Linked DNA regions of Mus musculus: regions 1, 2, 3, 4, 6 and 7 are each linked to region 5. The links are chromatin contacts, called in public HiChIP or PLAC-seq, Micro-C and promoter capture Hi-C maps. All regions are on one chromosome and are shown on one strand. The core of a region is the stretch at or near the end of the contact, and the rest is flanking DNA. Distances in the headings are between cores, read along the strand shown. Region 1 holds the start of Slc38a4 (solute carrier family 38, member 4). Region 2 holds the start of Adcy6 (adenylate cyclase 6). Region 3 holds the start of 9330020H09Rik (RIKEN cDNA 9330020H09 gene). Region 4 holds the start of Olfr281 (olfactory receptor 281). Region 5 holds the start of Rapgef3 (Rap guanine nucleotide exchange factor (GEF) 3). Region 6 holds the start of Amigo2 (adhesion molecule with Ig like domain 2). Region 7 holds the start of Kansl2 (KAT8 regulatory NSL complex subunit 2).

Region 1 (3,739 bases), core at 1,144-3,643, 710 kb before region 5:
AAAGCAGATTCTGATGTAGAACATAATGGCTTACTTTAATTATCCTCCACTAGACCAATCTATTATTCAACAAACATTGGTGACCATGAAGAATTTGCTCTGCCCTGTGTGAAGTGACAGTGGAGATATATTTAAAAAACAAAACAACAACAGAAAAACACCAACAAGAAAAACCTAATAGATTTCCTGCGAGCCAGTGTTACACCATGACCGTCCGGGGAATGAATGAGTGGAATTAGGTCATTACATATCAAATAAGAGGTGGACCACAGGAAGGTTTATGGTCATGTGGAAGTGATTCTGTTTTCCATTTCTCCCGTGGCTCCCATCCTATCATGACACATAGTAGTGCCTTTCTGTTCTCGTCCCTCCTGGTTTACTGTCTTTAAATAAAGAGACAAAGAGGAACCTCTTTGGAGGATCTAAGGACACTTTCACGGAGGAGTCACATCAAAAATCCTGCGTGCTTATCAAACATTACGATTTGTGACAGTAACAAAACTATAGTTATGAAGCAGCAATGGAGTAATTTTACGGCTGGGTGTTCACCGAGGCATGAGGTTCGATCTTAAAGGGTCTGAGTATTAGGAAGGCTGATTTATCCTTTCACCGCAACACACATAATGAGAACCAAAACATCAAGCAAGCGCCGGTCTGCCTCACTCCAGCTTTTCTGAGGGCTCCCGATCTCTAAGCACCAGCCCAGAGGCTCAAAAAAACCCTCTAGGCGTGTGGCCACTGCCTAGGAATTCATCCCTAATCATCCTTGCTTAAGTCTCAGGTTCAGCTCGCCCCTCTTCCTCCAACTGGGTCAGCAGTGCTGAAGGAAGCATCACAGGCTCTGGTATACATGGAAGAGTTTTTCTAGCCACCTTTCCCTGTGGCTCGCCACGAGGGTCCGTCCATGGAACTCCAGCCCAATCCCCGCGAGGATCGGTTCACAGGAACCCCAACCCGATCCCCGCGAGGGTCCCTCCACGGGAACCCCAGCCCGATCCCCGCGAGGGTCTCTCCACGGGAACCCCAACCCGATCCCCGCGAGGGTCCCTCCACGGGAACCCCAGCCCGATCCCCGTGAGGGTCCTTCCACGGGAACCCCAGCCCGATCCCCACGAGGGTCCCTCCACGGGAACCCCAGCCCGATCCCCGCGAGGGTCCCTCCACGGGAACCCCAACCCGATCTCCAAGAGGGTCCCTTCACGGGAACCCCAGACCAATCCCCACGAGGGTCCCTCCATGGGAACCCCAGACCGATCCCTCCACGGGAACCTCAGACCGATCCCCACGAGGGTCCGTCCCCAGGAACTGATACCCTGAAGAGCCACCTACGCCTTTTCAGCTGTCTGTCCCTGCTCAGTGCCTCAAGGCAAAAGGAGTTCCTTCTGGTTGACCAAGTTGTCTCCTCCCAACTACTCCACGGTCAGTTTCCCTCTCCTCTGAAGTCCTCCATTCATGCCCGCGACCCCCACCCTACCGCGGGGTTTCGGCGCCTACGAGCTGTTGGGTGTGGCGGATCCCCGATCCCACCATGTGGGAAGCAGTCTCGGCTCTAAATCAAATTCTCACTTTGCTCCAGGCTCTTGGGACTCCTTAGAGTCCCCAAGCCTTAGAGTTCGCACTCCGGGAGCATGCTGATCTGCTCGCCGTAAGGCAATTTAACAACGGGAGCATGCTTACAGTCAGGAAATTCAACTACCAACTATCAAGAGACCAGCGAGTCTATTTTAAACCCTGAACCCGTGTTCCCCCACCACCTCCGGCGGGCGGGGGGTCATAGGCACACTTCCAGCAACTCGGGTAGCACCTAGTGGGCACGATCCCCAAGGGTGAGGAGCCAGATCCTAGGAAGGGTGAGACCCTCTTTATAAGGCAGCTGCTATCGTTCAAGGAGGTCCCACAACAAAAATCTCAGAGCCAATAGACCTCCAGTCGGCAAGCCCACACCAGTCTCTGGAGACGGCCACGCAGGCACAGTTCGAATAGGAGCCTTCAAAAAAAGCCCCTCAAGCTATCCCCTCCGCCTGCCCTGGTTTACTTCACTTCTAGTCACTGAAATAACCCAGTTAGCCTGTAGTTCTAAGGTACAACCAACAAATTTTGACCCTACACAGTTCCGAGACCTGAATGCCCCACGTGCGCTTGTCCCCACGCGCGCGCGGGGGCACACACATACACGCGCGCACACACGCGCAAACATACACACACACACACACACACACACAAGTTAGGATCTAGCCCTAAAATTCCACGCTGAGTCGTTTTTTAAGAGAAAATATACCACATTTAACTCACCCGCCTTTCTGTCTACCCTCTTCGGGTTGGAATCCAATGGATGTGGCGGCAAGGGTTAGACCGGGAGACCCTTCCGTCTTCTCTATTGGCTTCCCAAAGAGTGGAAATTTCCATCCTGTGATAGGGGGCAGCATCTCGATCTCCTTTCTTGAGGACCCTCCCTTCCAGCCTAGCCACCAATAGCAGTGCAGGAACCTGATCTGTCAACAGAAACATCTTTCCAGGTGGAGTCTAGCTGTCCAGCTGTCCTTTTAGAGGGAAGCCTGGAGCCCAGAGAGCAATGGAGGCCCCTCCACCCGCCCTGGGTCTTGTTACCAAAGAGTTTGGTGTGAGTTCATTTTCGACTGTGAAGTTTCTTTATTTGGGGGGATTTTCCTGTGTGCAGGATATATCTACATCGTTAAGTAGGTAAAAGTAGTCAGTGTAGAGTATTCGACAAACAACTTTTTCACGGACTACACAGCTTACTGTCACCACATAACACAAAGCAAACAAATAGAATATGGTGGTCACAGTAAAAATCTCTATGCAATACAAGGGCAACCTTGCCGTCACCCACTTGTGAACCTTTCCTGTAATTCTCTTATGGGGTCCTAGTTTAAATATGATTCTGAGTACAAAGGAAGCTATAATAAACTACATTTTCTGCTCGCTAGGAGGGTCTTAAGGAAAAATATGTATATGGAACCATTTTCTGATAAAACCATTTTCTGACACTAAGCATAGTTCCCGCTTCAAAGAAGGTCCGTGTTTATTTAATAAAAGTTGCCATTCTTTTTTGGCAGAAGGGGTTCACTGGTGGAGAAGTGGCCTCTGAAGATTTAACAGACCCACCAGGGACACAGACAGGGCTTTTGGAACTCTCACGCGCCCAACGTAAATTATGAAGAGCTGCCGGTCTAACTGTCTGTCTTCAGGAAGGACACTTAGCTCTTCCCATTTCATAGCTCCTGTATTAGAACAGTACTAGAACATGGCGGCACTTCAGAAAGAAAACAATGTAACAACAGAAACATCTGCATGCTAATAAGGAACACTCAAAACGTTCCATCAGTGATAGATCTCTCTATGTCTCTTGTCTCTATGTGTGTCTCTGTCTCTGTCTTTCTCTCTTCTCTCTCTCTCTCTCTCTCTCTCTCTCACACACACACACACACACACACACACACACACACACACACACACACCTCAGATTATACAAAACAGTTCAACAGAAGGGTAGCAACAGAAGAATATATAACTTCTACCACAGCATGATTTTGTACCACCCCCCCCCCAAAAGCACAATATATATAAGAAATATTTAGTTTCACGAGAGTAGGTTAGCAATCCTGGTCAAATATGATATATACACCCTTTTGGTTTCTCCTGGCAAGAAGTTCAATTTTGTGGAGTTAGAATATAACAGAATAATTTTAAAGTCCCCTTCAGCTTGTTGAAATTGGGT
Region 2 (3,699 bases), core at 1,117-3,616, 840 kb after region 5:
CTGGAGAAAGCAGGGAAGGCTTACTAACTGCCCTGAACCAGAACTAGACCTGCAGACTTGGACAGGACATTTAATCTTTGATTCCTCCGTGTAAAACCGAGGTCCGGCTAACCCCTAGCTCCTAACTCCAGCACGGACCCTCTCGGACTGGCCTTCAGCTGCCCTTCCCAGTCCACGAAGCTTCCAGAGAATCCACACAGAGCTTCCCCTCTCAGCAGCAGGGGTGAAGAGGGGGCACTCTATCTCCCTTGGGGGCTTCTAAGAATAGCCCCCAGTGGGGGGGCGGCAGGGGGGCAATCCAGGCAACTTCCCTTGCTGGCCCCAGGAGCCCAAAAGGAAAATGTGAGTCACAGCAGAGGGATGGGGGAGAGGGATGAGAGACTGAAATAACCACACTCATTCCTATCTACCGTGAGAAAAAAAAATGGATGCCAAGGCTCTGGAGGCCACCCCAGCCTAGTCACTGCTCGGGGCGTCTCAGTGAGTGCATCAGAAAAAAAGTTCTTCCTTCGGACACAAGTGGGGCTGGACCTGGGAAGGGATTGCCCAAGGAGGCTACAAGCCCCTACTCCATGCAGAAACACTCACAGGCCCCACTGGGCACCTGAAGTGGTTCTCAGTTCTGAGACACTGCAGATGGGCAGAGAAGCAGAGTTTTCTCTACTATCCCAGGAATGTGGGGACCCCATGGGGTGGAACTGAAGCCAGGCACCTTGGTGAGGTAGGAGGCTGGCAGTTCCGGCCTCCCAGACCCAACCTCCCCCATCTATCAGGCACAGGGCTGGGCCCTGGGCGCCAGGCCAGCTGAGAGCAGAGAAGAGTCACACACCCACCTTCTGGCAAGTCTGACGGAGTTGGGGGGGGGGATACCACATCACTCCTGAGCATCTTCTCCCCCAGAAGAGCAGTTCACCCCAAACCCCCACTTCTCAGGCAACCAAGAAGAGAACCTAGGGCCTAGCTAGCACAGAAGGGTCTGTCCCTTTAAGAGGTCTGACAGTGCCCTGCGGGGACTCTGCTCCACAACAAACTAGCTATAAAGTTACTGTTAAAAAGGTATGTACTGTTCCAAGCAGGGAAGGGCATGAAGCCCAAGTACCCAGCTCCTCACCCCAGGAGCCCCAAGCAACTTTCTCTTTGTTTTTGAGGCCATGGTGGGCTACAGGCCACAGCTTCTGGCAAGGAGCAGAAAGGCCTTGCTTATGGAAGCTTTGCAAAACTACCTACAGCTGCTTCTTCGTAGGAGTAACAACAGGGCTTGAGTCTCAGAGGTTACCAAGAGGTCAGGGAGACCTGCACATGGCATGTCTACTGACCTAAGCCAAAGAGCTGAAGACTGGCCTGTGGTGACACACTACAGACCTGTTCCTCGTCAATGCTCACTGATACAAGTCCCAAGCAGAGGCTAGCCCGTGAAGCTTGGCCTGATCGATCTAGACATGGCTATATCGATACTGTGTCCCTCCATCAGCAAGTTCTCTTTCCCACCCTCACTCTGTCACACCTACCTGCTTCCAAAGGAAGGGGTCGCTGCTGTTGAGCTGCCAGGCCAAAATCAAATGCAGAGTAGAGAGGCCCAGGCCGCTGAGTACTGCGGCTCGCATGCGAATGGGAAGAAGAGTGTAGGTGATGTAGACGAAGAACACGGGGCACCAAAGGCCCGCCGAGGGGCTGTGTGGATTGGCTGCCAGGGCACCCCCGACTTGCACGGCTGCTAGGATGCCCAGGACCACATAGCTCACCACCCACATGGAGTCCTGGCGGAAGCTGTGTCGGTTACACACCACCATGAGTACCACAAAAAGGACAGAGGCACAGGTCAGCAGGGCCACGTAAGCAGGCTGAGGCTGGGCAGGCGCAGCGTGGAAAGTCAACAGTACAGCCATGAGCAGCACCAGCACCGCCATGAGCAGCGTGAGGCTGCTCTGGTTCATCTGGAAGAAGTACCGCTGGTACAGCCGCTCCAGCTTGGCAGAGCGGAACTGCTTAGACTGGAACACCTGCACAAGCCGGTGCCAGCAGGACGGACCGCTCCGAGGCGATGTATCCGGTGCCACTTCAGCTGTGCCCATCGGTGTGGTCACCTCAGTGTCGTCAAACCCCAAGGCCACTGACCGCAGCCCCAGCTCCACACCCCTGCCCGGGCCCGCCCTCCTGATGAAGGCTTCATCCTGCCAGGGGCACCGAGTGTGAGCTGCAGGAGTGGGGCTGGGTGGCTCCGCATTCTTGAGGCAGCTCATGTAGCGAGGTGCGCAGAAGCCACTGGCTCGATTCGCGTGGCGTGGGCGCTTCTGCCCATTGCGTTCCCCCCAAGCTGTTTTCCGTTCATCCACTTTGGGAACCAGGAGGCCACTAAACCATGACATGCTGCTGGGAGGAGAGACAGGGAATGGTATTAATACCACTGCGTGGCCACAGCCACCATAGTAGCCTGTGACCTGAGCGCTTCCTACAACTCTGGTCTTCATTCCCACCATCTTCCCCCCCTTCTCCCTCTTGCTCCAGCCCTGCTTGCTTGCTTCTCGTTGTGGATGGTTGTGAGCCACCATGTGGTTGCTGGGACTTGAACCCATGACCTCCGGAAGAGCAGTCAGTGCTCTTAACTGAGGAGCCATCTCACCAGTTCCCATTCCCACCGTCTTGATAAAACTGCCCCAGGAGAGGCAGCTGCACCCCCACTCAAAGGTAAGGAACACAGACACATGGAAAAGACCCAGCAACCATATAAGTAAAGGATCTGAGAGCTAAGTTTTTAAGAGCACTCCCCATACTTCTGAAGGACTCTGGTTCAATTCCTAGCACCCACAAAGCAGATCTTACAACTGTTTATGGCTCCAGCTCCAGGGGCTTTGACTTTCTCATGCAAACATGCATGAAAGCAAAACACCAATGCACATAAAAGCATATTTTAAAAAATTGAGCTGGGTGTGGTGGCACACGCCTTTAATCCCAGCACTCGGGAGGCAGAGGCAGGCAGATTTCTGAGTTCGAGGCCAGCCTGGTCTACAAAGTGAGTTGCAGGGCAGCCAGGGCTACACAGAGAAACCCTGTCTCAGAAAAGAAAACAAAACAAAAACAAACTACACACAAGCCTAATACATCTTGTCAACAGAATATGTTCTGCTGTGAACTGTTGATCGTTGACCTCTACACAAAAGGGATTCTTTCCATATCCTTCCTTCCTTCCTTCCCTCCTTCCCCCCTCTCTCTCTCTCTCTCTCTCTCTCACACACACACACACACACACACACACACTCTTCAGCAAACTAAATTCAATTTCTCCCACAGGTCACAGTTTAAACGTTACTTCCTCACGGAAAATTTCCCAGCCCCACCCCTAAGACTACGTTTGGTCCAGTTTAACCTCTGTTCATCTCCTCCACAGTACTTATTGCCATTATAATTAAATCATTTCTCGTTTAACGTACGCCTCCGTCCCGGGGACTACAAGCTTTGTGCATGTAGAAACTATACCTATTTTTGTCAGCACTTCATCTCCAGAGCTATTGGGGCTAACAGTAGGTGCTCAATAAACGTAGGAGCAAACAATAAGGAGGAAAGGAGGGAGGGGAGTGCGGCTCAGTGGTAGAATGCCTGTTTAGAACACACAAGGCGTTGGGTTCCACACTTAGTATCACAAAGAGCTGGGTGGAGAGCCGACAAGGAGAAAGAACATGAATGCTTTAGAGCAGTCCACAT
Region 3 (3,722 bases), core at 546-3,045, 800 kb after region 5:
CCGAGTCCCAGGGATGGAATTCAGGCTACCAGGCTTGACGAGAAGTGCCTTTACCCGCTGGGCCATTCTGTCAGGCCAAGAATAACTTTAAAATTTTAAAGTGTATCAGCATTTGCCTGATTCTATGTATGTGCACCAAGGGCATGTCTGGTGCCCACAGAGGTCAGAAGAGGGCATGAGATTACCCTACAACTGCAGCTATAGACGACTGTGGGCTGCCATATAGGCCCTGCCTAAACAGTAAGTGCTTGTAACTGCTGAGCCATCTCTCTAGCCCCACAAAAAATAACTTTTTAAGGATATTTACCAGGCCTTCCCTTACTAGGCTCTTGGAACTTTTCTCTCTCTCACCTTCTTAAACTTCAATAATTAAGTTTTCCAGTTCTACTTTCTTTTGGGGGGGGGCGTGGGGGAGGTGAGGAGGTGGGTGGGCAGTGTTCAAGGCAGGGTTTTTCTATGAATCCTTGACTGTCCTAAAACGTGCTGTGTAGACCAGGCTGGCATCAGAAGTAGAGATCTGCTCACCTCCCCATCCTGAGCAATGGGATTCAAGGTACGCACCACCACACCCTGCTTAGTTCTGATTCCTTCAGGAAATATTACATGACCTCTGAAGTATAAAACCTTTGAAACCATTTGATAGTCATCCACTGAAAATAAACCCCTGCCTTCCTTTGTACGGGTACCATTCCAACCTCCCCAAAACGTAAGAGTACTTATTCCCACAGACCTCAGCAACAGTCTGCATAGAAGTGACAATATGATGGCGGCAAGCTTAAACACACATTTAAAAGGTGCCGTAAACACAGACAGAAACTCAGAGAGGTTTGATCGTGCACTGACCAAATGCTTGGGAAACTGGATTTCAATAGGAGACAACTGGCAATAAAGAGAACACCTATACAACATACAACCTTCAGACTTAAAAACACTAGAGACCTAAACTCTGCACTTTTTTTTCTTTCTTGGAGACAGGGTCTTACATGGAAATTCTGGCCTGCTTCTACTTCTCCAAAGCTCAGATCAAAGGCACAGGACACCAGGCCTAGCCCTCAGCATCACTCTTAAATAAATGCTACATAAGTGGAAGTAAAATAAAAAAAAGAAAAAGAAAAAAAATATATATATATATGGACAACGGAAAGAACTTTAAAACTATTAGTTTTGCCACAAGACTGTATTTTCATAAGAAAAACTGGGAGGGGGGAAATCACTAAACTACATTACCTCTAAATTTTGAAACCTAATGAATAAACTATCACTAGTGCCCAAAGAAGCAAGGACTTAATATTCTGAAAACTACTTTAAGCATACCAACTTGTATATCCCCTCCCCCCAAACCTAAGTTGACATCTTTTTTTCCTCTTAAATTCCATGAAACAGCTACTAGAACGTTTGAATATCAAGCGTGGTGGCAGACATTGGGACATTTTGTTTTAAACGAGAATCTGACAGGTTAGCCAGCTAGTGAGAGAAACGGGCTTGGAACCAAAACTGGGGCAGCAATTCCAGACCACCTTCATAAGTCCTTTGCGTACAGAATTTCCCGAAACCCTTTTTATACACTTTGGGGAGGCAGAGTCGATAGCGAAACGTCCTAAACGGAGCCTTAGGTCACAGCAGAAAGAAGACTCTCAAAAGCCACTAAAACAGGGCAGAATCCAGAGGACGGGGGCTGGGAAGGAGCAGCGAAAACACAAAGACAGGAGAGGTACGAGTCGGCAGCCCGGCCGGTGGCACCGGTGAGCGAGCGGGAAATTGACTCCGCCTCACTTCCCTCGCGCGAACAGTGGCTCGGCCAGCGAGCGCCATTGTGGGTTCTCCCAACTTAGACGCCCAGCTCCTGCCACCACCCCACCCGCTTCTGTCCCCACCAGCGTCGCCGGCCCGGACGTCGAAGCATGGCCGGACGCACTCCGAGGCCGATGGCCTAGGCCGAAAGGATACACGTTCAGACGTTGTCCCATGTCCTGGAGGAGATTGGCCGCCTGCTGGCGGTAAGAGAGTTCTTTATCGGAGTCCACGCCAAAGCGACGCGACGGGCTGTTCTCCAGCTGCTCGCGAGTAAAATACCACCGCTTGTTGTTGTTCTTCCTCTCTCCCTCCATAGTGCTTCAACCAAGAGGCAGCGGCGGGGGCTGCGAGCACTTCCCAGCGTCACCGGAGCGGCGACACACATCCGCCGTGCCGAGACTACTGCGACGTGACGAACTTCCTCCAAGGGGCGACCACCGAGGTTGTGACACACTTCCGCCCAGAAAGCCGAAGATTCCAGCGCCGACTTCCGGAATGACCCCTCCGACACCCCGTAGACGAATCCACAGCCAGTCCGCGGCTAAGAACGGACCGGCGGCCGGGACGCAGGATCCGGTCGTGTGACCGCCAGGTGGGCGGGACTATCTGACGTCGTTCTTTAAAGGTCTCGTCTTTCCGCGCGAGAACTGCGGTAAGGGGGCCTCACCGGCGGGCCTCTAGTTAACGCTCGCTGCGCTTGGCTGGGTAGTTTCCGAGGACGTGCGTGATGGAGGCCCCTTTGTAACACCGGGCTTACGGAAAAAGTGGCAGGGGAAATAGGCGAGACTCTCAGAAAACCGAGAAAGGACGAGACAGTGAGTGGCCCTGCCCCGTGCAGAAACGCGAAAGCCACTAAAAGGTTCCTGGGTTCTTAGCTCCGGCATGGAGAACTCCGGCGCGTTTGGAAACCGCTCTCCTATTTTGTAGCAGCCTTTCCTCCCGTTTCACTGCGGCCAATCATCTGGAAGGAATAAAATCAACGCCACTGAGCTTCGTTTGAGTGTTTGGGGGGGGGGGGTAAAGGGGCCTTTTTTTAAAGATTTATTTATCTTCATTTATGTATATGAGTACTCTGTAGTGGTCTTTAGACAACAGAATTGGGCATCGGATCCCATTACAGATGGTTGTGAGACACCATGTGGTTGCTGAGAATTGAACTCAGGACCTCTGGAAGAGTAGTCAGTGCCCCTACCCGCTGAGCCATCTCTCCAGCCCCGGGTAAAGGGGTCTTTTTCTCTCTTTCCTTTCTTATTTTTGTCATCCCTGGAGCTCAGAGGGGCGTCGGGTTTTGCCCGAGTGCTGGGATTAAAGGCTTGCACCACCACCCCGCCACGCTCAAGGACACCACCGATCGTTTATCGTTTAGGTCTGGAGGCCTTTTTTCTTTTGCATTCTTTTCTCTTTGTCAGTGAAGGCGATAAGCTTGCAGGCTCAGATTCCAAACATCCAGTCAGGGAGGGCCCAAGGTTATGCAAGCTCCCCTGCGCGTCAGGTCAGTAGTTCTAGGAAACCCACCCCGTAGGGAAAGGTTATCAAGCGAAGGAGATCAGGAGATAATTTGTGTCCTGCATTGGGGAGGATTATCAGAAGAAGGAGATCAAGAGATAATTTGTGCTCTGGCCTCACTCCCAGGTCCACTTTGTGAGGTTGTAAAAAGCAAGCTGGGGCCGATGTCCGCCTCAGCCTCCTGGCTGCACCAGGGTGTCTCTGTCCCCGGGCCTCGGTCGCTGCCTTGAACTCGGTATTGATGTTCACACAATCCCAAACTCTAGATCTTTTGTTTACCAAGAGCCCACTGTATCCACCCACTAGCAAGGGGATTGGCAATCAATCTTGAAGATTTGGGGTCTATTTTTTTCGCCAGAAGTCCTCTGGGAAATGTGTCTGCATAAATGAGGGTCCCCTCGAGGTGGCTTAGCAGGTAGGAG
Region 4 (3,878 bases), core at 30-2,529, 690 kb after region 5:
TGCAAACAATGACAGAAAAAGAAGCAAATCTCTTTACGTCAAAAATAAGCAGAATGGCTAAAAGATTAAAGATGCACACATATCATAGTAAGAAATCCTAGCTTGTCATTGTCACTGTGATACAAGCTAGACGTTGAGATGACAACCAAAGGAAAATTGTGTCATTAATTTATTGCTCTTTTACAAGTTGCCATGCTGGCATTACAGAAATATCCTTGGGTATCAAAATTCTCACAGGAAAAATATGGGTGGGGGGGCTCTGTCTAGGGATAAGAAGTGTCTAGCTATTCTCCCAGGTTCGGATTTTCTTTGAAATCAGCCGAGACAGTGACTGAGGAAGTGAAGTGTGCGGTGTATGAGGTCCCTGGGACTTCCGTACACACCAGCTGCTTTTACATAAAAACTTAATTTATATTTTATGACTTCACTGTCATAAAGATAACTAAAAGTAGTCTCATTATACCCATGGTTCCTTCTCTCTCTTTCTTTCTTTCTTTCTTTCTCTTTTGTTTTTTCTTTTTTCTTTTCTTTTTTTTTTTTTTTTTTTTTTTTTTTTTTTTTTTTTTTTTTAGGTAACTTTTTATTTCATACCTGAGATTAGCCAAAGTGGCCCGGAACTCATAGCGATCCTCCTGCCTTAGCTTCTAAAGTGCTGAGATCTAAGTCTTCACCACCACACCCATCTTCTTCTAATCTTATAGAAATACATTTTCACCTGCCACTGTGAGGTCATGACCCCAGGAACTGTGTGTCCACGGTACTTAATGGAGTTGGCCGTGGTAAGGAGACATTGAATGACTTTGAACAAAAGAGAGACAGAGACAGAAAGAGACAGAGAGGCAGACAGAGAGACAGCAAAACAGAAAGACAGAGTTAGAGAGACAGAGACAGACAGACAAACAGGCAGGCAGGCAGACAGACAGACAGACAGACAGAGGAGAATAGTCTCTGCAAATATGTGCTACACATCTTTAAGTTTCTGAACCGTAAAGAGTGCAGTAGGAGCTAAGTGTCTGAGTAAGCGGAGGGTGCAGAGACACTCTCTTTTCCTGTAAATGCCGGTGAGGAGCAGATAGCAGTCCCTTGAAGCTTGTGAGCACTGTGACCTGAAATCAATGATGAGCTAACAGGATCTGAAACTTCAACAGAGATACAGGTAAGGGCAGCTCTAAGATGCCTGGGCAGAGTCCAGACAAAGCAGAGGGACCCTAAAGGACATGGTCACATGATTAGAGATGTCATCTCTTTCTACTTTATCCCAAGGACGTGCCATCCACAAATGGCCTGGAGCAACCACAGCGTCATCACGGAGTTCGTTCTCACCGGGCTCTCTGACGACCCCCTGATCCAGGCTCTACTTTTCGCGCTGTTCCTGGGGATTTACGTCCTCACCATGACGGGGAACCTGACGATGCTGCTGGTGATCACGGCTGACTCCCACCTCCACACGCCCATGTACTTCTTCCTAAGTAACCTGTCCTTCCTGGATCTCTGCTTCTCATCCGTCACGGTACCGAAGCTGCTGAAGGACCTGCTGTCTGCTAAGAAAACCATCTCTGTAGAGGGCTGCCTGGCTCAGGTCTTCTTCGTGTTCATCACTGCGGGAACCGAAGCCTTTCTTCTGTCAATGATGGCGTACGACCGCTACGCGGCTGTCTGCCACCCGCTACTCTATGGGCAGATGATGAGCAACGAACTCTGTCTGAAGTTGGTTTTGCTCTCATGGGGCCTGGCCTCTCTCAGTTCAGTAGTCATTGTGCTCTTGGCGGTGAACCTGGACTTCTGCGAGGCCTACACCATACACCACTACACGTGTGAGTTACCCTCTCTCTTTCCTTTGTCTTGCTCAGATATCTCCATCAACGTGGACATCTTGATCTGCTCTACCCTGCTGCACGGGCTGGGGACCTTTCTCCCAATCTTCTTTTCTTATGCCCGCATTGTATCCACCGTGCTGAGCATGGAATCCACCACGGGGAGAAGCAAGGCGTTTAACACCTGCTCTTCTCACCTCATAGCCGTGGTCCTGTTTTTCGGGTCCGGCTTGATTCGTTATCTTATGCCCACATCTGGCTCTTCTCTGGACTTGCTCTCTTCCTTGCAGTACAGCGCAGTCACGCCCATGCTAAATCCCCTCATCTACAGCCTGAAGAACCAGGAGGTGAAGGCCGCTGTGAGAAGGACATTAGGGAAGTGCCTGCGATACTTGGAGTGACTGCAAAGGCCCGGAATGGCAGGATGATTCAATGTGGCCAAGCGTTTTTTAGACCACTGACTTAAAGGGAGGCCTATACCGCTCTCCCTGGCTAGGTTAACAATGAAAAAGTATATAAAACTGTGTTTAGATAAGTATTATACAACCTCTCCTTTCTTTGCTTTGTTCTCTAATGTTTCTACAACTTTCTTCCTAAGTTACACAGTGGAGAGTTATAACCCCTAAATTGATACCTTATTTTTAAAATATTTCTATTAATTTTGAGTTCATTCGATGTTTTCTGATCATATTCACCCTTACTCTTTCTTCTCACTTCTTCAACATCCATACCACCACCCCATCCCCAACTTCATGCATTTTTAATTTATTTTTTTAAGAATTTGATATTGAATTTATATCATTTCTATCTCTCCTCTCTCCCTCCAACTCCTCCCATGTCCCCAATCTAAATTTCATGACCTTATGTTCTGTAGTTACTATTAGTGGGGGTGGGGGTGTCCTGGGTTCTGTACAGAAAAGCAGGCTGAGCAAGCCATGAGGAGCAAGTCAGTAAGCAGCACCTCTCCATGGCCTCTGCATCAGCTCCAGCCTCCAAGATCCTGCCCTGTCTGAGATCCTGCCCTGACTTCCTTCAGTAATAGACTGTTACCTGGAAGTATAAGCTGAAATAGGCCCTTTCTCCCCAAGTTTAGTCGTGGTGTTTCATCAGAGCAATAGTAACCCTAACTAGAACAGAAATTGATACCATGCCCACAGGGTATTGCTGTGACAGACCTGACAGTCTTGCTTCAGGGAGGGTTATGCAAGGACTTTAAAACTTTGGGCTAGAAAAGCAATTGAATGTTGAGAGCTCAGTGGGCTGTTTTGTGGGATCTTGGAAAACGATTAAGAGCAGTGCAGAAGACAGACACCCAGCTTCTGGAGTTTCAGAGGGAAGCAAGGACTCTGCAGGGACATTTGTGTAAAGAGTGTATGGTCTGATCATCTGGAGCTGAAGAATCAGCTGTGATTAACAAGAGACCAGAACCACTAAAGTAAGACCTTTGCTTTGCTGGGACAATGGATGCTGGTTACCTGGAGTTGAAGAACTGGCTATGATTAAGAAGAGATCAGCATCCCAGGCCTTCTAGGAACATGCCTCAGGGTTGGTACACACAAGCTGTGTTCCAGAGGCAGCCAAGGTTGGGAATATAAAAGTCACCCAGGTAGTACTGGTTTTGAAGGCATGAAGGGGTCATGGAGAGCAGCCGAGGCTTGGCACTGTGAGAGGCCAGGAGAAGCCATTGGTGAAGGTGCAGCCTCAGTATCAGTTGAAACTCCAGGACTGAAGAGATCATAAAGAGAAATTGAAGCACCATGAAGAGAGTCCAGGAGAGGCTATTGGTGAAAGTGCAGCCCAGCTGCAGCAGAAGACTCCAGTGTATTGTAGATGCCAGTACCATGTGATGACCACCAAGAACAGCAGCAACAATGGAGTGGAGCCAGCTGGTGCCTGGAAGACAAACTGTGTGTGCTACGGAAGACAGAACCATACAAGCGAGCCCTGTGGAGGAGTCCAGAAGATCCTGAGTGGGCATTGAGTTCTCTACACTTTTGGAGTCTTGTTTTGCTTTGTGCGGATTGTGACTGTGCCCTGCTTCTTCCCTTTCTTACTTTGAGTAAG
Region 5 (3,701 bases), core at 388-2,887:
GAGAGAGAGAGAGAGAGAGAGAGAGAGAGGGAGAGAGAGAGAGAGAGAGAGAGAGAGAGAGAGAGGGAGAGGGAGAGGGAGAGGGAGAGAGAGAGAGAGAGAGAGAGAGAGAGCATACAGACAGGACTGTTGTGCCCAGTAGTTGGAAAGAGAAGACTCCTGGAGCCTGGAGCCTGGTTCCTGGCTTCCCCCTCCCTAGCCCTGTCTTTCTCACTGGCTTCCTTCAGCAGTCCTTCTCCACCCTGAAACCTCTTCAGTCCCCCGTGGCCGGTGCCAAGCTTTATCCACGCAAATACCTCACCCCAGGAGCCAAAAAACAGATTCAGCCCAGTTCAATTGTTCACAAAAGGAGACCGTTGCCACGGTGATGTGTCAGGAACAGTAACCAAGCTAATTTCACCCCCATTTGACCTAGCCCCACATCTCCCACTGCCTCACAGAAAGAACTCAAACATGTAAGCCCATGCCTGGCACATGGAAGTGATGGATAAATGATAAAACCCTTTCCTGCTCACCCACCGGTGGCTGAATGGGGCAGCGCAGCATGCCATACACACGGGGCATACAGGCATACAGGCTCATTGTGTGACCAGCAAAACACACACTGCCACCAAACTTCAATGCCTTCTCTTCACCCAGATGAATTTGCTCTGGAGAAAGCTGCCTGGCCCACCAGCACTACAATCCCGACTCTTCCAGCCCTGACCCAGCCTGGCAGATGGCCGGTACTCACCCAGCGGAGTCCCTGGATGCAGCTGGGGCGCCGGTGCTCGAACACTAGCTGGTAAGAGCAGCAGCGGGGACGGTGCATTCTCTTCAACACCATATTGAGCAGCGTGCCCTCCGGAACCACGTCCGGGAGACCTCCCACCTGCGGTGCCCCCACAGCTGGACTCTCCACCACAGCTGGGCCCACCTGCCAGTGGTTCTCACCTGGCCAGCTGACCTGTGATGTGGGGAGGAAAGAGGACAGCCATCGGCCGGAGGAGCTGGACCTCCCCACTACCACCCCTGGCTTAGCGTCCTCTGGACTTGGACTGGTCATGCGGAGGTGCGGCAACCCTGCCAGGAGCCGGGGGAGGGACAGGAAGACCTGCCCCGGGTCCTGCTGGCTTGGCGCACCTAGGGGTCTCCACTCAACTCACAACGATGGGGCTCTTCTCAGTTCTGGCTGGAATTCGGCCCCACCTCACTACCCATGTCCTGAAGGCATGTCCACCTTTGTACACACACTAGATCCCCAGAAGCAGCTTTTCCTCAAATTCTCCTCCCCGCCACTCTCTCCCACCCAAACTCCCCCACGTGTCGGCTTCCTCTCCCGCCCTTTCCAGCAGCTTTCTTTGGCCCTGACTCCGGCCCACCTTACCTTCATGTTTCTTCTCCAGCTCACACCGCGGTGCTCGCCCTAGCAAGAGGCTGCAGGATCCCTGGAGCGGTATGAGTGTGAGTCCCGAGATGCAGCGAAGGGCCAGCCCCTAGTCAGACAGGTTGCCTGGAGCAGCAAGATGCAGGGCTAGGCAGATAGGGTTTGTCCTGGGTGAATAGAGGGCTGGGGGTGTGGGGCAGCCCCCACCCCTTCCCAAAGGCTAAGAACTCCAAGCCTCCGCCTCCGTCCCAGATGTAAGAGCCAGCTGGCACAGGGCGTTCAAGCGAAGCTGCAGCTGGCACTGGTCCGGGCGGGAGCTGTCACACCCCCTGCGCTGCCCGCCCCTTCCCCTCCCCGGACAGGCCGAGGGGGCGGGGAGCAGGCACGAGCTTTACGGTAGGGGTGGGCATAGGGGAAGGGGCAGAACCAACAGCTGATGGAGTCCCTACCCGAGACTACGTCAGTGGGTTCAAGCTCCTGTCCCGAAGCCTCAGCGGGTAGGAAGTGCCTTAGGGTATCTGCCCCTGCAGCTGCCCGGGTGCCGGGTTAGGGGCGGTGATGGCTGCACCCGCCGCCACGTGGCCAAGAGGAGAAATGCAAACAAGGAAACTAGGGAAGGGGGAGGGAGTGAGTCATGGCGGCCCCACCCGGGAGGGAAATCCGGGCTGGGGCCGCTTCCTGGCCTGGGGCGTCCGGCCTCCCGTTTGGGTTCAGGGTTTCCAGCAGCCCGGGGCTGGAACTGGGCAGCCTTCCCGTGGGGGAATCTCGTTGCCTGGCTTCCCACCTTTGCCCTCCCAAACGCATACACTGGCGCGGGTGGGGAAATTGAGGCTGGCGGGGAGGGACTGCATTCCAGATGGAGAGAGAGACAAGTGGTTGGATTTACTGTGCCGGGACTCGGATTTGTTGCAGAGTTTCAAAGACAGCCTGGGCTTTGGGGCCATGCCCCGCCCCCCAAATGCTCCCCTATGCCCGGCTAGGTGGTGAAGGCAGAGCACACCTCCTCCCTGGGCCTCTTTGCCCCTTCCGCACAGATGGCCGGCACTTCGCACTTCGTCTCACTCGCTCCTGCTTCCTAGTGGACAGACTGTGACCAGGGACGGTGATTTCCGTGGCGCCCGGTGATTGCTCAGGACATTGATGAGGGTCTAGAAGAAGGCACAGGTTCCACCCCAGCGTTTTAAAGCTTTCTAGCCTCCTCTCTTCTTTCCCACTGCCATTAAGCCAGGAAGCGGGAGAGAGGGCTAAATCCAGCATAGCTAAGCCCATTTCCACCCAGAACTGAGAACTTTAACCATCATTTAAAAACTGAATTTAAATGTGTGTGTGTCTCAACAGTTTTTCTCTCCCCAAGGGCACGACTGGTTTAACTCCTCAAATTCTGGTTCCATCCTATTGGCATGAAATGGAAAGTCTGAGCTTTGAATGAACATTTTGAACAAACAGGTCGTCTGTAGTGCCCACCCTTTGAGGCACACTAGTGAAGATTTCTCTGCCCCTGTGAGGAAAGAGGGAAACCTAGAAAGAAGTCTGCCTTACAATTCGAAGAATAGCTCGTATACTTGGCTTAAAAGGAGAGGAGATGGGTGGGTAGTGTCTCGCATGTGCAGTTGTAGGTGAAATGGTGGCCGCAGTCAGGATGCTGGATCTGCCCTAGTAGGTCTTGCAAAAGAGTTTTCTGAAACTAACTGTGGAGTAGGAAGGGGGTGTTTCCTATTCCTGCTGCCCCACTTAGGTCAGGGGAGAAAGATGCTAAGAGATGCAGCAGGACCTGTGACTACTTCTTTTAATGCCTTTTGGGGGGGGGTGGTTTTTTTTGTTTGTTTGTTTTTTGTTTTTTGAGACAGGGTTTCTCTGTATAGTCTTGGCTGTCCTGGAACTCACTTTGAAGACCAGGCTGGCCTCGAACTCAGAAATCCGCCTGTCTCTGCCTCCCAAGTGCTGGGATTAAAGGCGTGTGTCACCACCGCCCGGCAATGATGGTTTTTTTAATGATGGTTCTTAAACACTTTAACCTGCCTTTAGCCCATCAGCCACCAGAGGTAGTGGGAAAGAAAGGATATGGGGGAAGTTGGAAATGGGCAGTTCAGTTCAGCAGGCAGCAGCGGCAACTCATTCACTCACAAACACTTCATGGATACACCAGCAGTCCAGTTCTGTAGAGTCAGGCTAGCATCGGGAACACCAGGAAAAGTTCTCAGCTGTGTCTCCCTCAGGGAAGGGAAGATCCGAGAGACCCACAAGCGTTGCACAGCTAGCCGTACCAGCAAGCCAAGCTCTGTCTCCGTCATTCCATGGAGTCCTATTTATACCCTTCAAACGCCCCATGTCCTCC
Region 6 (3,445 bases), core at 142-2,641, 520 kb before region 5:
GGCACTAAGTTTATATGGTGCATCGGTATGGAAGGGATTCGATTATAGGAAACATCTAAAAATGTCAGATCAGCCAGCTTGAACCTCCCAGTATACAAATCCATAGGGAACTGTGTGAGAAAGTTCCCACTCAGATAGAGTTTCTGCAAGTGGGAAAGCCCCCCGAACGCTGCGGGGTCCAGATAGGAAATGTGGTTGTTGTACAGCAGCAGTACTTCCAGAGCCTTCAGCTCTTGGAATGTGGCACTCTTTACCGACTTCAGCCTATTGGATGATAAGTCCAGACACTTTAAATTTGGGGTTGTGGAGAAACTGCCCGTGGAGATGCTGGTGATGTTGTTGTGGCGAAGAATTAAGGTGCTCAGCTTGACAAACGACACCGGGATCCAGTCGGCATCCAACAGTCCGATTCTGTTATAGCTCAGATCCAGTCTTTTAATCAGTCTGAAAAGGTTCCCGGGCACCTTAGATAGGTTTTTGTTGGTGCAGCTGACAATGTCGGTGGCACAGATGCAAGCAGTGGGGCACATTCCTGAGGCGCTGGGGCTCACCATCACTGCGATCACCAACAGACACAGCAGCTCTCTGCAACCCGGTTTGACAGCTCTAGGCAGGGTGGGCAGTGTGTGGAACCTTAACGACATTATGGTCGCCTCTGAGTCTCTTGCCAGTCGCTTCTCATCAGCTCAGTCTCCCACCAATCTGGTAACAACATTTAAAACGGGAGAAAAGTACAAGTTAACTGCCACTAGTTAACCCGTTAGAGTTATTCCGTAATTGCTTTCATTCCAATTAACTTTTGAAATGGGTTCCATCTCCAACAGGGGTGGCTTTTTAATAAAGAACCTGTTATATGCATTTTTCCTAGATTACTCCAACTCAGTGAGATTTCCAGGTACCTTCTCTCAATGCGACAGTCTCAGCATGAGAAACTCAGGCTTTTTTGTGTGTTTTTGTTTCTAAAGGATGCATTCTGCCTTAACTCCCTCCACCGACACACACAAAAACACACAATCGCATCCCATAAACAATTGAACGGAAATACTTAGCCAGCCGTCGGTCTAGCCGACCACTCACAGCGCTGGGAAGCCGCAGCGGCTCGGAGAGGCCGCCGACGGCGGTGCGCTCGGAAGGTCCGCGCGTCCGCCTGCCGGTTTGCGCCCCGCGCGCTCGCACCTTCCCTCCAGCTCCCGGTGGGCGGCAGCCTCTCAACTTTGGCGAGTTTCGAGGCAGCGGCGCGGGCTCCCCGGCTCTCTCGCTCGGCTGCAGGTACCGCCGGAGCTCGGCCGCGCCGGGAGCGGGGTGGGCGGCGGGGGAAGCCGGCCCGCCGGTGGCGCTCGCAGGCTGCAGGGCCCGGGCTCCCGCGCCCGCCGCCCGCCTTTTATCCCGTGCGCCCGGGGTCGGGAGCGGGCGGGAGGCGGGTCCCCGCGTCCTCGCTCCTCGGGCGCCGCGGCGGGCGGAGCAGGGGAGGGGGGGCGCAGCCAATCGCAGAGGCGGCCCCGTGCGGGCTCCGCGCCGCCTCTCGGCCGGGTGGGACCGCAGCGAGGCCTGCGACTCTGCACCCCCAGGCCCCGCGCCCCTCGCCCCGCGCCCGCGGGGGAGCCGCCCAGCCCGGTAGGGAGCCGCCCAGGGTGCCGGGGTGCCGCGCGCCGGAGCCCGCGGGCGGTGGCCCGCAGGTGGCACCCCACCCCGATCTCGGAGCCTGGCTTTAGGGGCTGGGGCGAGGGGCCTGGCGGGCGCTGTGCACCGGGTGCTTGCTGGGGTCCCCGCCCGGGTTTGGAGGAGGAGGAGGAGGACAGGAGCGAGGGCCGCGGCGCGTTCCCTCGGGCACCACCGGGGCTTTGCGGGGGGAGGGGGTGCGGAGGCGCCGCGGGGACGCCCCCCGGTTCCCTGGGAAAGTTCGAGCCCTTTTCCTAACTCGGAGACGGCGGCCCGAGGCACCGGGCCCAGCTCTAGAAGCAAAGGGGCAGGAAAGAAGGCTTCCGGTTGGAATGCACAGATAAGGGCATTAGCCTTTAAAAAAAATAAACAAAAAAAACAAAAACAAAAAAAATCCAGAGTCGCGCTGGCGGCTTCAGGACTAGGATTAATTCGGTAGGGGTGGCTACGCAGAAGGACTTGTCCCCTAGAGGCCCTACAGCCACCAGGGCTCCAGTAGACTGAGCTAGCATTCTCGGAAGGCACAAGCTGAACAAGGCCATGTGAAAATGAGGGAGAGAGCTTGAAGCTGGTGGGCTTTTCGATTACAAATCCATTCTTGTTTAAAGGCTTAAACGATGGGATTTGACTGAGCCAAGTGATCCATTTGGCCGTTGTGTACGGATTAAAAGAAATAAATTACTGTCCCTAAAAAACCATGCTAGCCACAGTAGAAGGGCTTAGGGAGCCAATGAAAGGTAGACAAAATTGGGGAGACAGTGAGGGCAGAGCACATGAATACAACTTTAAAAACCAAAATGATCCCCCCCCCCCCCCACGGCATCCTTAAATTTATCGGAAAACTTCCTGAGTGAGTTTTTGGCATGGATCTGATGGACCTGTGTGTTGCGTTAATGTGGACTGGTTCCGGGAGAGCTCAGCGATTCAGGGTTTTCAAGGGAGGGCAACTTGGTTCCTGTTAGTTTCACTTTCACTAAAGATTGACTTTTAAAACCACAAGCATCCAGCCTAGTGTGCTCCAGGGGTGCATTCTTCATTTCCCCAGAGAAATAGGTTTAAGATTCCTATCAGACCACACGCACACCCCCAACCCCCGGGCTTCCCCCAAGAAAACCTCGGGTTTAAGGCTCAAAGTCACAAAGCTGAGCGGTCACCTGGAAATGGAGTCAGGTAATCAAAGGAATGTTATTTAAATGACCAGTAAGTGACTGGGTTTTGCAGTCCTAAATGGAAGGAAATTGGGAAGCTGGTTAACCCGTGCTTATCACAAAATGATCTAAAATGGGTGGTTTTTTTTTTTTTTAAGAAGTGGAGAGTGGAAGTTATGCTATACCTGCAGGCAACTCTCAGAAGTATCTTGCCATCACCCCACAGCATAAACCAGCTGTACACAAACTCGCAGGGGGCAGGTCTATATAAGACCAGCTCTCTGGACTCCCATGCATGTCAAAGGCAAGAGAGGCATGAAAGGTGTGTGTTTACTAGCCTGGAGACAAGAAAGCTGACTTCAGTAATAGCAAAAGGTATGGCCTTACTTTGCGGAAGGTAATGTTTTTTTTTCAGGTTTATTTATTTGATAACCTTTATCACCTCATGGATCTCCACCATGTTAGTCAATGTTCGGTTGCTATAACAAAATACCTAAATGGGGCGCCTTTCTCAAATGAAATTGAACCCACAATTATAGAGATTGGCTGTCCAAGGTCATACCTCTTGCTCAGTCCTGCCTCTAGAGGAGAACCCACAGGGTACTCACAGCAGGGTGGATGGTTGAAGAGTAAGTCAG
Region 7 (3,791 bases), core at 419-2,918, 770 kb after region 5:
CTGCAATCCCAGAACTCCAGAAGCCGAGGCAGGAGAATTAAGGGTTAAAATCAGTCTGACCATAATCAGAACTCAAAACCTTAATTTTTCCAGCAAGCGATTAACTAAATATCTCTCCCTCAAATGGCCTTCCAGTTCTCATTATTGGCGGGGTGGGGTGGGAGGGTTGAGACAGGGTTCTGTTTAGCCCTGGCAATTCTGGAATTCAATGCTTTTACTAGGCTGGCCTGAACTCCCAAGTGCCAGGATTAAAGGCCTGCACCACTGCTGCCAGCATCATCACCTCTGAGCATTTGAGTGTTTTGACCTGCCTCCCAAAGAGTGAATATCCTTAATACCTTTTTTACAAACACACGACCTAAAACTCCGCAGATACGACCAACTCTACACATCATGTTCCCCTTTGCACTTTAAAACTGAAGGCAGGGGACAAGCATGTGGCACCAACATTCTCCCACTCCAGTTCCAGGAGACCCAACGCCCTCCCCTCAAGCATGAACGTGGTACACCAACACACATGCAGGCAAACACCCATACACATGAAAGTTCTTTAAAAAACCATAAAGGGTTGCCAAAACTGTTCCAAGCAAGGGCGAGACTGTCTCAAAAGAGGAGCCGGGGGTGGGGGAGTCTGTGACTCTGCAAGCCTAGCTTAACCTTCTGTCTGTCCTTCCGTACCAGGAGGTACTAAAACCGACTCCAGCAAATTGGCCTCTGACCTCCCCACGTGTCCCTAACCACACAAAACAAACTACCAACGGGAAATAAATGCTTCGAAATGTAATAAAAGTCTAACGGTAGGAGGTTTGGGCGTTGAAGCAGGCTCGGTGATACAACCTGTGCTTGGCGTGCATTGAAAAGTAAGAACGACTCTCGGAGCCCGAAGGCACCCATATAACCCACGCCTCTCCACGTACCCATCTTTCTTCTCGGGCTTTGGGGCAGCACTGGGGCACCTTTTTCCATTCTTCGTCGAGACGTAACTACATTGTTTGAAGGGTGCATTCTTGTCTTCAAGAATGTGCTTAATGCAGAACTCCTGCCCCTCCAGCCGCGGCTGAGAGCACGGGCGGTGAGTGAACGAACAGGAAAGGGGCTCCTGCGACCTGGGCACTGGGGTGATCCTCCCCCGATTCGTTGGCAAGACGTGAATCCGAATCCTGTTCATGCCAAAACCTGCGGGGAGGGCGGTCACACGACAGATCGAAACGGCCTTAGCCCGGCCACGAGTCCTGGTTGCGTGCTCCCGCGGCCGCCCTCCAGCCTCCCGTCACCGACCCGCCCGCCGCCCGGGCCCCTACCACGTTGGCCGAATCTCCGCAGCAGCAGACCGGAAGCGCGGCGCCTGTCCCACGCGGCACCACTGCAACGGCGCGGCACGCCCCGCCCCCACGCCCCGGCTCGCCGCCTTTGTCCCTGGCCGCCTCAGCGCTCACAGCCCCGACCCGAGCGCCTTGGCCGTCGTCCTACAAGCGCCATCTTGTCCCACGGCTCCCGGCACCGGAGAACCTGGCTCCCCGAAAGCCTAGCAACCAGAGAGGCTCCAACGCTGCAGGAGACGACGTGCCGCGCTGAGCTGACAGAGAAGGCGAGCAGCGCCTAACAGCAAAGGAGAAGCGCCCGGCACGGCGCCATCTTACCTCCCCCACCGCGCGGCACCGCGCAGCTTGCCCTCTGGCTGCTCCGCCTGCTCGGAACGCGACCCTAGACGCTGATTGGTTGCTGCGCTGAGGGTGCTGTGCTCCTATTGGTCAGAACTAACACTAGCCTGTGGAGGGCGGGACAGTGAGAGACTCCACAACGGGAGTGGCTGAAGTGAAGTGTCTGTCAGAAACTCGGCCGGTGAGTGGGCCGTCGGAAAGGCGGGCCACCGCCAGTCGCCGGATTCGGATATTTTTCCATCTGAAGGGTTCGTCTTCTGGTGGCAGTAGTCTCCAGTCTTCTCGGGCAGCTACTTCTTTACCGTCCCTACACAGCAGAAGAGTAGACATTGGGGTGGCTGGAGAAATGGCACCGACTGCTCTTCTAGAGATCCTGAGTTCAATTCCCAGCAACCACATGGTGGCTCACAACCAACTCTAACGGGATCCGATGCCCTCTTCTGCAGTGTCAGAAGACAGGGACAGTGTACTCATATGAATAAATCTTAAAAAAAAGAAAAGAAAAAAAGTGGACGGTGGCTGACCGTGTTTTCTGTTTACACATGAAAAGGTTTTATTAGTTTTCTATGGTGACCAACCAGTTCATTTAATTTTTTTTTCTTGGTCATTTCATGTAAACACTCGAACTCTTTCTATCTCATGAATCATATATATGTACTAATTAATTTTTGTAGAGCAGCCCTAAGAGGTAGACATTATTTTTTAGGTAGACATTATTTACAGATAAAGTGATGGAAAATCAAAATGACTTCTGGCATAGCGCATGCTTCTCAACGCCCTGCCGAATAGTGTATTATAGAAACAGGCTATTCCGTTTTCACGATTCTTTAAAGATTCCAACCACACCTATAGAAATCCGATGGCTCTCTGCCTTATTCTCTTCTTCTTCTCCCCCCCCCCCCGCCCCCCTTTGGAGACAGGGTTTCTCTGTGCAGCCCTGGCTGGCCTCGAACTCAGAAATCCGCCTGCCTCTGCCTCCCAACTTATTCTCTTAAGAGAGTATCTCCCACTTGGTAGTGGTGGCAGACTCCTTTAACCCCAGCACTGGGGGGGGGGGGGGGGGGGGGAAGAGTAGAAGCAGGCAGATCTCCGAGTTCGAGGCTAACTTGGTTTACAAAGCCAGTTCCAGGACAGCCAGGGCTGCACAGAGAAACCGTGTCTCAAAAACAAAAGATGAAAAAGCCACCAGGTACGGTTACGGTAGGTAGCACACACCAGTAATCTGAACACTGTGGAGAGAGGCAAGGGGGTCTCTGTGGTCAAAGACAGGATCTGGACTTGTCTCACTGAACCTGGAGTGCACCATTTTTAAAAACTTATTTGTGCCCGGCATGGTGGCGCACATGCCTTTAATCCCAGCACTCGGGAGGCAGAGGCAGGCAGATTTCTGAGTTCGAGGCCAGCCTGGTCTACAGAGTGAGTTCCAGGACTCTGAGTAGCCAGGGCTACACAGAGAAACCTTGTCTCAAAAAAACAAGGGAAAAAAAAGAGTTACAGTGGTTTGGTGTCTCTTCACACCAATAAGAATTCAGGTACATGCGTACATGATGTAAACTCTCCCATTTAAAAATAAGAAAAATGTTCACCAGCTACTGTTCCTATTGCTGTGCCTAAGACATGATCTCCTTATACAGCCATCTTGCCTCAAATAGCTACTCTCCTGCCTCAGCTTCTTTTTTTTTTTTTTTCCGAGACAGGGTTTCTCTGTATAGCCCTGGCTGTCCTGGAACTCACTTTGTAGACCAGGCTGGCCTCGAACCCAGAAATCTGCCTGCCTCTACCTCCCAAGTACTGGGATCAAAGGTGTGTGCCACCACGGCCTGGCTCTGCCTCAGCTTCTTTAGTGCTGGGTGGAGGGAAGCTGGAGACAGGTGGATCCTGAAGCCTGCTGGTCAGCCGAGCTAGACTGCCAACTCCAGCAAGTGTGTTGTCAGTCCCAGATCTCTACTCTCTTGAATTTTGTCTGGTTAGGAATCTCTCCACAGCAAACTGACACTCAAGCTTACAGGTGACTTTTTCACTTTGTTAATTCAAATGAAGCCTCTAGGCTCTGTCTTATAAGACTATTGTGTAATATCTAACACATTGAATCTCTTCCCTGTCCAGAGAGATGCCCCCAGACTGGCCTCA

Evidence for each region. Promoter capture Hi-C pulls out the DNA fragments that hold promoters and counts their contacts. Hi-C and Micro-C count contacts between places; a contact is called where the count stands out from the background. HiChIP or PLAC-seq counts read pairs in DNA pulled down with a chosen protein or histone mark. Capture Hi-C pulls out chosen DNA fragments and counts their contacts.
Region 1: a Micro-C map of embryonic stem cells shows a contact between it and region 5, with 2.2 times the contacts expected there. The contact joins the promoter of Slc38a4 here to the promoter of Rapgef3 in region 5. A contact is called at or near these places in 1 of 39 promoter capture datasets (the 3T3-L1 cell line), 1 of 484 Hi-C or Micro-C datasets (embryonic stem cells) and 1 of 115 datasets of contacts at active chromatin or transcription factors (embryonic stem cells).
Region 2: a contact with region 5 is called in a promoter capture Hi-C map of embryonic stem cells, with 4 times the contacts expected there. The contact joins the promoter of Adcy6 here to the promoter of Rapgef3 in region 5. A contact is called at or near these places in 8 of 39 promoter capture datasets (the 3T3-L1 cell line, 3T3-L1-derived adipocytes, embryonic stem cells and 4 more), 1 of 115 datasets of contacts at active chromatin or transcription factors (pancreatic cancer cells) and 1 of 9 other capture datasets (liver).
Region 3: a contact with region 5 is called in a FOXA1 HiChIP or PLAC-seq map of pancreatic cancer cells. The contact joins the promoter of 9330020H09Rik here to the promoter of Rapgef3 in region 5. A contact is called at or near these places in 1 of 39 promoter capture datasets (cranial neural crest) and 2 of 115 datasets of contacts at active chromatin or transcription factors (astrocytes and pancreatic cancer cells).
Region 4: a promoter capture Hi-C map of stem cell-derived epiblast-like cells shows a contact between it and region 5, with 5 times the contacts expected there. The contact joins the promoter of Olfr281 here to the promoter of Rapgef3 in region 5. A contact is called at or near these places in 4 of 39 promoter capture datasets (embryonic stem cells, hippocampal neurons, liver and 1 more) and 1 of 9 other capture datasets (adipose tissue).
Region 6: a contact with region 5 is called in a promoter capture Hi-C map of stem cell-derived epiblast-like cells, with 7 times the contacts expected there. The contact joins the promoter of Amigo2 here to the promoter of Rapgef3 in region 5. A contact is called at or near these places in 14 of 39 promoter capture datasets (the 3T3-L1 cell line, the C10 cell line, the HPC-7 cell line and 8 more), 4 of 484 Hi-C or Micro-C datasets (embryonic stem cells and pro-B cells), 5 of 115 datasets of contacts at active chromatin or transcription factors (T-cell acute lymphoblastic leukemia, embryonic stem cells, forebrain and 1 more) and 3 of 9 other capture datasets (adipose tissue, embryonic stem cells and liver).
Region 7: a promoter capture Hi-C map of adipose tissue shows a contact between it and region 5. The contact joins the promoter of Kansl2 here to the promoter of Rapgef3 in region 5. A contact is called at or near these places in 2 of 39 promoter capture datasets (the 3T3-L1 cell line and pre-B cells), 2 of 115 datasets of contacts at active chromatin or transcription factors (epiblast stem cells and pancreatic cancer cells) and 1 of 9 other capture datasets (adipose tissue).

What each region holds. Positions count from the first base shown.
Region 1 is chr15:97,053,563-97,057,301 of GRCm38.p6, forward strand. It overlaps Slc38a4 (solute carrier family 38, member 4), which reads right to left and starts at 2,394. Exons shown (of 16, transcript NM_027052.3): 1 at 2,293-2,394. The region is part of intron 1 of Gm32840 (a long non-coding RNA gene); the gene reads left to right.
Region 2 is chr15:98,602,366-98,606,064 of GRCm38.p6, forward strand. It overlaps Adcy6 (adenylate cyclase 6), which reads right to left and starts at 2,367. Exons shown (of 21, transcript NM_001368413.1): 1 at 1,509-2,367. The coding sequence starts at 2,366.
Region 3 is chr15:98,565,529-98,569,250 of GRCm38.p6, forward strand. It overlaps 9330020H09Rik (RIKEN cDNA 9330020H09 gene), which reads left to right and starts at 1,796. Exons shown (of 2, transcript NR_028442.1): 1 at 1,796-1,997; 2 at 2,111-3,722. It overlaps Ccnt1 (cyclin T1), which reads right to left and starts at 2,208. Exons shown (of 9, transcript NM_009833.2): 1 at 1,948-2,208. The coding sequence starts at 2,108.
Region 4 is chr15:98,455,033-98,458,910 of GRCm38.p6, forward strand. It overlaps Olfr281 (olfactory receptor 281), which reads left to right and starts at 1,280. Exons shown (of 1, transcript NM_146280.1): 1 at 1,280-2,215. The coding sequence starts at 1,280. The coding sequence ends at 2,215.
Region 5 is chr15:97,766,029-97,769,729 of GRCm38.p6, forward strand. Rapgef3 (Rap guanine nucleotide exchange factor (GEF) 3) reads right to left here and starts at 1,638. Exons shown (of 28, transcript NM_001177810.1): 1 at 1,367-1,638; 2 at 734-946. The coding sequence starts at 1,372. It overlaps Rapgef3os2 (a long non-coding RNA gene), which reads left to right. Exons shown (of 3, transcript XR_384421.2): 2 at 640-1,863; 3 at 2,347-2,809.
Region 6 is chr15:97,245,896-97,249,340 of GRCm38.p6, forward strand. It overlaps Amigo2 (adhesion molecule with Ig like domain 2), which reads right to left and starts at 1,392. Exons shown (of 2, transcript NM_001164602.1): 1 at 1,078-1,392; 2 at 1-702. The coding sequence starts at 644. It overlaps Pced1b (PC-esterase domain containing 1B), which reads left to right and starts at 1,212. Exons shown (of 6, transcript NM_172293.4): 1 at 1,212-1,269.
Region 7 is chr15:98,532,601-98,536,391 of GRCm38.p6, forward strand. It overlaps Kansl2 (KAT8 regulatory NSL complex subunit 2), which reads right to left and starts at 1,669. Exons shown (of 10, transcript NM_133714.5): 1 at 1,302-1,669; 2 at 918-1,176. The coding sequence starts at 1,168.